Linked DNA regions of Mus musculus: region 2 is linked to region 1. The links are chromatin contacts, called in public promoter capture Hi-C maps. All regions are on one chromosome and are shown on one strand. The core of a region is the stretch at or near the end of the contact, and the rest is flanking DNA. Distances in the headings are between cores, read along the strand shown. Region 1 holds the start of Brd1 (bromodomain containing 1). Region 2 holds the start of Hdac10 (histone deacetylase 10).

What was found. Promoter capture Hi-C pulls out the DNA fragments that hold promoters and counts their contacts.
Region 2: a contact with region 1 is called in a promoter capture Hi-C map of pre-B cells. The contact joins the promoter of Hdac10 here to the promoter of Brd1 in region 1. A contact is called at or near these places in 13 of 39 promoter capture datasets (3T3-L1-derived adipocytes, the C10 cell line, the HPC-7 cell line and 9 more), 3 of 115 datasets of contacts at active chromatin or transcription factors (embryonic stem cells and pancreatic cancer cells) and 2 of 9 other capture datasets (liver and pancreatic islet).

What each region holds. Positions count from the first base shown.
Region 1 is chr15:88,730,277-88,735,573 of GRCm38.p6, forward strand. It overlaps Brd1 (bromodomain containing 1), which reads right to left and starts at 3,943. Exons shown (of 13, transcript NM_001033274.3): 1 at 3,653-3,943; 2 at 1-428. The coding sequence starts at 414. It overlaps Gm41377 (a long non-coding RNA gene), which reads left to right and starts at 3,845. Exons shown (of 3, transcript XR_875560.2): 1 at 3,845-5,297.
Region 2 is chr15:89,125,265-89,130,323 of GRCm38.p6, forward strand. It overlaps Hdac10 (histone deacetylase 10), which reads right to left and starts at 3,436. Exons shown (of 20, transcript NM_199198.2): 1 at 3,126-3,436; 2 at 2,921-3,055; 3 at 2,658-2,754; 4 at 2,330-2,427; 5 at 2,122-2,226; 6 at 1,886-1,954; 7 at 1,605-1,731; 8 at 1,377-1,442; 9 at 1,114-1,173; 10 at 948-1,037; 11 at 711-817; 12 at 562-626; 13 at 233-485; 14 at 48-132. The coding sequence starts at 3,184. It overlaps Gm46530 (a long non-coding RNA gene), which reads left to right and starts at 3,275. Exons shown (of 2, transcript XR_001781738.2): 1 at 3,275-3,929.

The DNA.
Region 1 (5,297 bases), core at 2,693-5,192:
CACAGGGGGCCTCCTGGGTGCAGAGGGAGGACTGTACTCCACAATCCGCACCTTGGGCTCGGGAAGGGCACTGGCTGACGCCGGTGTGCCGTGGGTGCTGGGCAGGACTTCATTTTTCTTTTTGACTCTGTTGTTTTTGTGACGCTTAGTTCTTAAGCAAACAGGCGGCCTCTCGCTGTTCTCCTTATTACTGTTACATTCACTCATTTCCTGAGCAGTGAGGTCATCTTCTAGTATGATCTCCAAGGGATCAAAAATACTGATCCGATGCAAGCGCCCTTCGATTTCTATCTCCACCATCCTTTGAGCTTGTGCGTAGGTCAGTGTTTCTCGAGTGGGGGAGTGTTTAATACTGCACGGGGAAGAAGGATGCCTCGCTGCAGAACCTCGATGGCATCGTCCTTTCCTCCTCATTTGGCAATGATTACCTAAAATAAAGTCAAAGGAAAAGTTACCTCTATGCAGGATGACAGAAGCCTTCAGAGAACTACAAAATGTGCTTGGGTAGCACTAACAAATCTCCCGCAAACAAAGCTCAGAGTTTAAAGGCTCTGAAGAAGACTTCCAAACAATGTCTCACATTTCAGCAAGCCTCTCCCTCACCACACCCAGGTAAAGGTACAGATAAGGCCGGAGACAGCAGGAAGCTGCAGCCCTCAGGGTTCCTGCTGAATAGCTAGGGCACAGGTGCATTCCACCCACAAGACACCTCTTTAGACCAAGCCAAAAGTAAGCCCCAAACAGCAACACAGTCTCCAGAGTTAAGAGCGAGGCCTCTCTCCTACAAGTATAGATTGTTTTTCTGCCAGACTTCACAGCAGAGACCTGTGGCCACAAAGCAGCCGCCTACTGGGCTGTGGCCACCTACTCTTAGCAATTCCTAAGCAACCTCCTTTCTTTCTCACTACTGCCCAGCAGAGCGCTCCTGGGAACTTTCCTGCAGGGGCCCAGAAGCTTCCATAAGTCAACAGCATAGAGTAGTCCATTCTTTCCACAAACACATCCTACACAGGACTAAAGGGAACGCTGAGCTGATCTGTGGGATATTTTTGCCCCAAGAGCACAGTGTAGCTTTCAGGACACCTCAGCAGTGACCACCTTGGAAACTGCCGTGGGCACCACCAGCCTTTCCCTCTCATTAGGCCAGGACCTGGGTATGCTAAGCCACATACTCTTCAAGCAAACCTAGCAGTGGGCAAGATAATCAAGGGCCATCTCTGCTCTCTTCCTGACACACCTGAAAATGCTCAGTTCTTGCTCCCAAGAAAGGACAGGTTCCCTCAAACCACAGCCTGCAGTGGCCTCCCCGCCACCCTTTATCTCTGGCTCACACGCCTGAAAACTTCAATGCAGAGATTTGCTCATTTCCAGGATGGACAAAACCAGGGCGCCAAGAGCCTATATTCGCATTCCTTGTAGTGGACTCTGACATGCCGTGGTATCTATGGACCTTATGAGCAGACAAGCCCACTCAGAACCACTGGGCAAGCAGAATGAGCACATGGAGCATCAAGTGCCAGGAGCACTCGCTCGCGCCCCTCCAGCTCAACAAACCTATTTTACTGACAAGAAGTAGAGTTAGACTGACTCCCAAATATACCAAGTTGAAATATCAGGATAGTCCAGAGGAAGGGCGAGAGAGAGAGAGAGAGAGAGAGAGAGAGAGAGAGAGAGAACGCGCGCACCAGAGCCTGAACTCACAACTCATAGTTATCTTACTAGTCTTTGGGAAAAGCCCTCAAAGAGCAGACTTCATGTTTTAAGTCCCAAAAGGAAATCTCTACAATGCATTTTTAAAGACAGACTTTACAAGCTGCAGAAAGCCACATTCTATACTATCTCTCTATGAACAAGAAGAATATGAAGACACTGTAGTCAGCCAGACCCCAATGCACCTGCTTCTGAGGCACTTCCAGGTGCCTACTCAACACTGGATTCTCAGGAAACTGTCAAAGCAACCCTAGCCTGCCCTAGGCCTCTAGTGGCATCCCTAAGTCGAGATAGGTGCAAATCCAGGTGTCAGCACCATATCCTTCCCAAAAAGAACCACGGGCAGAAGCAACAGCTCCCAGATTAAAGACAAACATGTAATTTTCTCCTCTCCAGTAAAGTACTGTAGCCAGCCTGTCAAATCCCACATTCTTCTAGTGAGCACTGAAGGACTGTCTTTAAACCACTTTTCTACAAGAACTGAACCTAATACTTAATGGCCACAGCTACTCTGTAATTTGAAAAGGTAGTTGTGACCAGGGGAAAGCGGACATGTAACAGTACTGCCCGGCACAGTGACCAACAATCTCATCTACTTCCTCATTTTCATATACCCAGCACTTTACCCCTCTGGCTCTATGCAGGAACAAGCATCTCTCCACGGAGGAATCAGCAAAGGCAACAAGCATGCTTCTCCAGAAATCACTGGGCTAAACGCATCCTAAAAAGCTTTGCCGGCAAAACGAGGGGAAAGACTCCATGCTCAAAATCAGCTCCGTTCATTTCCGGCCCGGTTTGCGGACAAGCCATTTAAACTCTTCCTAGCTTCCACCCCTCACCGTAAAAGCACACAGGAAAGAGACACACCTTACTCTAAGGTGACCATCCGGAGAGAAAAACACAGACTCAGGACAGTGCACGCGACCCAACAAGTGATAAAACAGTAACTAAGTAATAGGGAAATTCTGTAACTACTTGTTACCAGATGACAGATACTCTAAAACAGTCGCAGCTGGGTGAAGTGAATGTCCTCCATGAAGGGGGGCCGTTTCCTAGGTGTGTGTAAGTGTGTCACAACTGCAGGGCACCATGAGGAGCTGCGTTTTCTGCAAATTAAGCGCACAGGAAAGTTGCTTCTCTCCTAAAGGCCCAAGAAAGCCGCGCACGCGCGCTCGTTTCTCGGCGTTTCCTGCACTCATCCACGGAGTTGTGGCGGAGCTGCGGGCTTGCTCCGGAGATACCAGGCCCCGCTCCACTTAGGAAATCTTCCGAGCCCGTCCCTCTTCAAGGGAGTTTCCTGTCTTGGCAAAATAGATCGGACCGATCTGTTACATAATGCGACCCGCTCCGCACCGCCAAGGCTACGGGCGAGGACGTGGGCAGACGCCACGAGACCCCAGGCCTTCCGCCTCCTCCGCTGTCCGACGCCCGGCCCCTCGGCCGCCCCAGCCGCCCAGACAGCCGAGCTGCCCAGAGCCCGCCCGCCCGGCCCGGCGGCCTCCCCGCCTACTGAGCCCTGCCGATCGCTCCATTCTCTTGGCCGCGCCTCCCGCGCCGCGGCGGCCTCCTTCTACTCCTCTGTCTCCCCGACCCCGCCGCGGCCTCCGTGTCCCTCTCCGCCCCCACCCGGCTGCGGCCTCCGCCTCCGCGATCTCGCCGCGGCCTCGCCTCCCGAACCCGGCCTCTTGGGCGAGCCGCCGGCACCGATCTCCGGCGTCCCCGGCCGCGCCGGCTCACGGCGGCGCACGTCCGCCCGGCCTTCTCGGTCCCTCCGGCTCCCGCGCCCGCCAGGCCTCACGGCCTCGGGGCCTCGCCGCCCCGACTCTCCGGCCTCCCCGCCCGCGGACAATGCGGAGCCGCCGCTGCCGCCTCCAAACATGGCGCCTGCACCTCCGCCCCGGCCGGCGAGGCGGGCGGCGAACGGCGACCGTCAGACACTCACCTTCGGGGGCGCCGCGGCCGCGGGAGCCCGGCGGGCGGGCGGGCGCGGAGGCCGGCGCGGCCGAGGCGGCGCTAATGGCGCCGCGGCTCCTCCGCCAACGGCCGCGCAGCCGTGCCCCGCCGGGCTCCGGGGCGCGCTCGGCCAGCGGCTCCGGGCCCGCAGGGCGCCGCGGCTCGGGCGGGGTCGGCGGCGCCGGCACGGCCGGCTGAGGCCGGCTCGGGGCCCGGCCGGGCGGAGGACGCGGACGCGGAGCTGCTCGGACGCCTGCCGAGGCGCTGCTCGCTCCCCAGCGAAGCAAACAATGCGGCGAGCGCTCCGCCCGGCGCGCTGCGTGCGAGACGCGCCCCGCCCGCCGCCGCCACGACGCGCGCCGCGCCAAGCCGGGATAAGGGGGCGGGGCGGGACGCGAAGGAGAGAGTGGGGTGACCAGGAAGGGTGTTAGGGTGGGGATCCGGATGGGGGAGGAGTGCTACAAAAGTGGGGTGACTAGGAGGAGAATTCTGGGGGAGACAGGCTAGGGTTCCTGAGGATGAAGGACTGCTGCTGTAAGAGAAGGGTAACCAGATGAATGGTGTTTACTATGGGGTCAATGGCACTGAGTAGAGCAAGAATGCTGACCCTAGAGAGCCAGGTGGAGTTTCCTGAGAGTGCTTGCTTTCCAAGGGAGTGGTATTTTGAGAGAATCAAGAGATGCATCCTAAGGGGGGGAAGTGGGGTTCTGATAGTGTCTGGTGACCAGCGTGGTTCACGGAGGATGAGTTAGGAGGGAATGGAAATGAGGGCCGTGATGGAGGGGATCACCAAACAAGGGTGGATTTATTTGAGGAATAAATGGCTAGGACTGGGGAACCCTAAGGTGGCACTAGAAAGGCATTAACAAGGGCACGAGGTCAGTGGTTGGGTAGAGGAGGGTATGGAAAGGACTTGAGGATGACTAGTGACTGGGACAAGTAGTAGCAATCTCAAACTATGGGCAGCCAGGTCTGGGGGCATGCCTCCAACTCAGGCTTTCCTCTTCTTTTCTTTCTTTCTGTCTGTCTGTCTACCTTTCTTACTTACTTTGGTGGTGGTGGTTTGATTGTTTGGTTGCCTGATTTTTGGTTTTGTTGTTTTGAGACAGACTCTCACTATGTAATTCTGACTGTAACTCACTATGTAGTCAGAGATCGGCCTCCCTAAAGGCATGGCCCACCACCCATGACTTAGGCCTTCCTCTTATAAGCATTGTACTCATAGAAGTATTTAAGCATTGACATCCCTACCAAGGAGCTGGTAACACTTACAGCAGTGGTTCTCAACAGTCCTATTGCTGCTGATCAATGCTGTGATGGCCTCCAGCCATCAAATTCTTTCACTTCTACTTTATAACTATAATTTTCAATACTGTTATGAATGTAAATATCTGATATGCAGGACCAAAAGGGTTGTGACCCACAGGCTGAGAACCTCTGCTGTAAAAGGCTTGAAGATTTTGAAATCAGGGCCCTTTGGGTTGGTGCTTAGGGACACTGGTCTTACTCTCCAGCTTGTTCCGTCTACTTTGTCCTTAGTTTAAAAGTTAGTGGCTTCTAGAGAATTTTCATTATGAGACTCATCTGTAAGTATTTTGAAATGGGGGTGAAGACTGGGTAGTTCTTTGGTTGCC
Region 2 (5,059 bases), core at 2,186-4,685, 390 kb after region 1:
GTACATGCCACCGCCACCATCTTCAGCTGTAGCCCCGGCGACTCTACCTGCCCATCCATGATTCCATCTAAGAGACACAGAATCTTCCCCAGTGTGGCAAGATCCTCATCCTGGAACCGGGATTTGTGAAGCCTGTAACGGGCAGGCCAGAAGGACACATGGAAATCAAAATTGTATCAGTGACACAGGTGCAAGGCATGTACAGCCCCGTCCTCAGATCCGCTCTCCTCACCTGGCCCAGGCTTCGGTCTCCTCCCTCAAGACTGACCCTTCTTGATGGAGCACTCCAGGAGGTAAGCACAGAGCAGCACCTGGTACAGTCGAGGCCACCGCTGTGCAGATTGGAGGTGCAGGGCGGAGGCACAGTTGGTCCAGGAGGGGGCTCAGTGAATCCTCTGCTACTGCACATGTGGGGCTCTCACCAAGCAGACGCAGAGATCTCTCTTCAGGAGAGTGGGTGCTGGAACTCAGAACTGGGGCCACATCTAAACGGTTCAGAGTCACAGTCACTGCAAAGAAGCTCAGAGTGGAGCCACCAACCCAGGTCCAAGCCATACTGACTTTGCTGGAGGCTTGTCCAGTAAGGGGTCTGGGCTGTCTGGACACTCTGGATGGACTCCAGGGCACTATGGCAAGAAGTAGAGTTGTAAGCCTGACTCCCCCCCTCCAGCCTCAATCCCCCCCTCCCACTGGCTCTCCAGTCTTCAAACCTCTGACATGGCACCATGAGCCCAAGAAGGGGAGGTGTGGGGTCACCAAGCAGTGTCTGCACCATCATGCACACTGACTGTGCTAGGGACTCCAAGTGGTAGCCACCCTAGGAAGAGCGTTGAAATGGGACAGAGGAGGGATGTCACTAGTGTGAGTGGCCGTACCAGGCAGAACACCTAATCTCGACTGACTCTCACATCTGGTGCCCTCCCCTCCCCTGGCCCTTGGGCACTTACCTCCAACACAGCACAAATCCGGCCACCAGCCAGCACCTGCAGCAGCTGTGTGAGATGGGCAAAGCACTCAGGGGTGGCCTGCATCTGCCCCTGAAACACAGTAAGTATGATAAGGACCTGGGCCCCCAGAACCTTACATTACTCCCAAGCCAGGCCATGTTCTCACCTCAGGGTCCCCGATAGCAGAGTCAAATCCAGCCGACACCAGCACCAACTCAGGATCAAACTATAGGCAGGATCCGGTGGGAAGGAACCAAAGAGAGCAATAGCCCAGGTGAAGGGGAGGTCCCAGTGCTACCCACTCACATAAGGTTAGACTTTCTGAGACACCTTCCCTACTCCCATTCATACACTGGAGTGGCTTTCAACTCTCCAGTCTTCACAGTGGGACTCTGGGTAAGCCTAGGAGGACACCCACCACACAGTCACCTCGAAGGCCAGTGGGAGCAGCACATGCAGAAAGGCAGCCAAATAGTCGGCATTTCCCATCCCAACCTGCAGCAAAAGCAAAGCAGGCATCAGGGGACCAGCCCTGCAAATGAGGACATCACGGTCTTCACCCCTGGGATCCAAAGTCCAGGGAGACTCTTGCAGAATGCCCCAGGAGACATTCACAGGAGACGTAGGCTGGACGGAGGGGGGAGGGGGACTTGGTACCTGGTTCCAGGGCAAATTGACAGTGAAACCTTGGCCCTGCCCTTGGCCAACTGCATCTGCATCAGACTCTGGGAGAAACGGCCAGAAGCTTCCATGCTCATAGCGGTGCCAAGAGAAATAAAGGACACTGTCGACAATTGGCCAGGTCAGAAGTGAGGTCCCTTAGCAACTCCACAGCTTCTCAAAGAACCCTAACTCTTAAGACCCCTAGTCTCACCACTGGAATTTTATCCCCAAAATGGTGAGCGGCAGAGAAGGGCTGTGTCCACACCCCAGCTCACCTGGGGTCATCGTTGAAGATATACTGGATGCCCTGGCCATGGTGGACATCCCAGTCGACAATGAGAATCCTAAATTCGGACAGTACTGGGGATTACTGGAAGTGGCTGCCTTTCCACCTTTAGGCTAGGAGCTCAGCCAGGAGTGGAGGGAGCTGGGTGGGACCTCTTAACCACCAACTCCACCTCTTCCTATTTAGTTTGGGTCCCCCACACTTGCAGGTCAAGCTTGGACACACCTCTGCAGCCCATATTTCTGCTTGGCATGTTTGGCTGCTAGAGCCACATTGTTGAACACACAGAATCCATTGGCAGCTGCCCTCTGACTGTGGTGCCCTGGAGGCCTAGGGTGTAAAAAAAAAAAAAGGAAACACCGGGCATGTCAGAGTCATTCTGTCCCCTCACAGGGTCACACACAGACAGCTAGGGGAGGAAGGTGGTTCTCACCTCACCAGGGCAAGCCCATTGTGCACAGCTCCTGTTAGCACAGCATCGACCAGCTGCAGTGCAGCCCCCGCTGCCAGCCGGGCACAGTGAAAGGTGTCCTGTGAGCCAGAGTGCAATTGAGCCTGGGACCTGACCTGCTTGTCCCAGGTTGCAGGTTTCCCACTGCTGAGCAGACAGGGCTGGGGCATTGGCAAGCAAAACATGGTAGGGTACGGTCATAAAGCATAAACAAGGAGACACTGGCAGGTGAGCAGACTTGGGTGTGAATGCACCTAGGCAGGCATATGGACATAAATCTGGGTGAATGGGCGTGTATGCTGGCTCGCACCGGGTGAAAGTAGACAGCATTGTACTGCTTAGACAGTGCGTGGAGCTCCTCTTTATCCAGGGTCTGGGTCTTCTGCACCAGGGCTATATATTCCGGGCTGCAGATCAGCAGGCGGGCCACCAGCAGGACAGGAAGGAAAGGAGCAGAGATTCCTGGTGGGAGTGCCCACCCAGTAATCCCTTTTAGCCCACACCACGGTGAACCCAAGGGAATGCTAGCGGAGCTATAAAAGGTTCGGGTCCCCAGATCTGTCATAGTCTGACCTGTGCACCAAGCCCAACTCTTCCTCTGATGCCTCACAAGCTGACAAACACAGGCACCTTTCTTCCAGGCCACGCTGCCGCAGGCCATCCAGGGCAGCTGTCAGGCGCTCTGGGCACTCAATTTCGCACTCGGGGCTGGAGCAGACAAGGATCTCAGTGTTCAGGGTTCCCTCCCGGCCCCCTACTTCTGTCAAGACACACTTACTCATCCCAGAGCAGTCGAGTGGCTGTCATGTCCTCGTGGTACACAAGTGCTGTGCCCATAGCTACACCGTGGTCACTTTGATCCGCTCTAACGCAACACGCCCTCTGCCGGCAGGTAATTGCACTGCCCGGTCTCACCTAACTATGCACGTAAACAATCCTCACTCGGGACGAACTGGGTTGTGCACGCTGGACCTGGGCAAGAGGAAACCACCCCAGGCCCAGGTCCGGGCTCAAGCCCGCCCGATTGTCAGAAGAGAACCGCTGGAAACTGAACTAAGCGTGACGCCAAACGCCTAACTTCCGGCTTCCTCTTTTACAGACTCCGGCCCGCCCCTAGGCGAGATTAGGGTGGAGTAGACCAAAAGGCTGAGCTCCCCTGGGATTGCGCGCGCTCTGTGTGTCTTTCTCTCTCTGCCTCTCTTTCTCTCATTGTCTCTTTCTCTTAGGCTGCAACTTCAGTGCCACCGACAACTACGTGTGGCGCGGAGCCTACGACCAGTACCGCCTCCAGTGTCCTTCTTGAAATGGATAGGAAGACAGGGCTGCCTGTCCTCAGGCCATCCATAGCTACAGCCGCAGCTATGCTTCCTTCTTGCCCCCAGCATCCTCCTAGCCTAACCTGGTAGTTTAGGCCACAGAGTCAGAAATGCCAACTGTCAATCACAACCAATTTGCCTGCTCCCGCAGGTGAAAGATGGAGAGGAGAGAAGTGAGCAGGGTGTGTATGTGAGTGCCTGCGGGGGCTGGCCTGGGCTGGATCAAAGCACTGAACTTCCAGAAGGGACTGACAGAAAGGCCACAGGTAAGAAAGAGGCCACTGGAATAGAAGAGTTATATAAGACGCCAGGCCAGCCAGGAAAACTGCAGCACAGTGTGAGGCTAGGAAGGGTAGAGGGTTCTGAGCAAGGAAGGGTGAGGAAGCAGGGAAGGGGGCCTTAGGAAAGGAGGAACAAAGGAGACATGAGCTCAAATACCAGCTAAGACTATACATATATATATATATATATATATATATATATATATATATATATATATGTATGTTTGTATGTATATATGTATATATATATACACACACACAAATAAACACACACAGATATATACACACATATATACATACACATATATACATACATGTATATATACATATATATGTATATACATATATATATATATACACACACACATTTCCATAGTCCAGCCTTGTCTCCAGTTCCGAAATGAGTGTTGGCATTACAGATGCCTCAAGATGGGGGGAAGGGACAAGACACACCCCCAGGATGATGAGGGGAAGGGGGCAAGGCTGCCGCTGACGTCTGTGATAGGAACACATACAACTATCATGTACAGGGGAAACCAAAGAGCCCTGGAGTGGTTAGAAGTAGGTGCCCTCTGCCATACTCAGGAGTTGGGAGTTCAGGCAAGGATTTTGGAGGAGCCCAAAGCTTCTCCATCTTCTAAAAGCCAATTAACTACCCTGGTTTATGTATATTGTGGGGTAGGGCATGAACTGAGCCACACCTCTGTAACTGGGTGAAGTATTTGAAGCCTTGGACCATGGTTATCACAAGGGGATTCAGGCAGTGGAGCCATGGTCATGGCATCTCCTCTGACAAGATTAGACTGGGCAAAGTGTATTTGCCCAGAACTTGTCAAATGAAGGGAATGAAAGACCTCACCCTTATGTCCTGCCCTGTCGCACCTGTCCTTGGGACATGAGGAAGAACATGGACCATCTAACCAGCCCAAGTGTGGTCTCGTGTCTAATGGCTTGCAGATGACAGTATGGGTTCAGGGAGGCTGCCAGGGAAATGCTGGTAGAGAGCTAAGACCTTCCTCACTAGAAGTCTGGACCATTGGAAGACAAATGCTGCAAACTCAGAAAGAAGGAGGCATCCCTCTATCTGGGTCTTAACATCATCTTCCCCACCATCC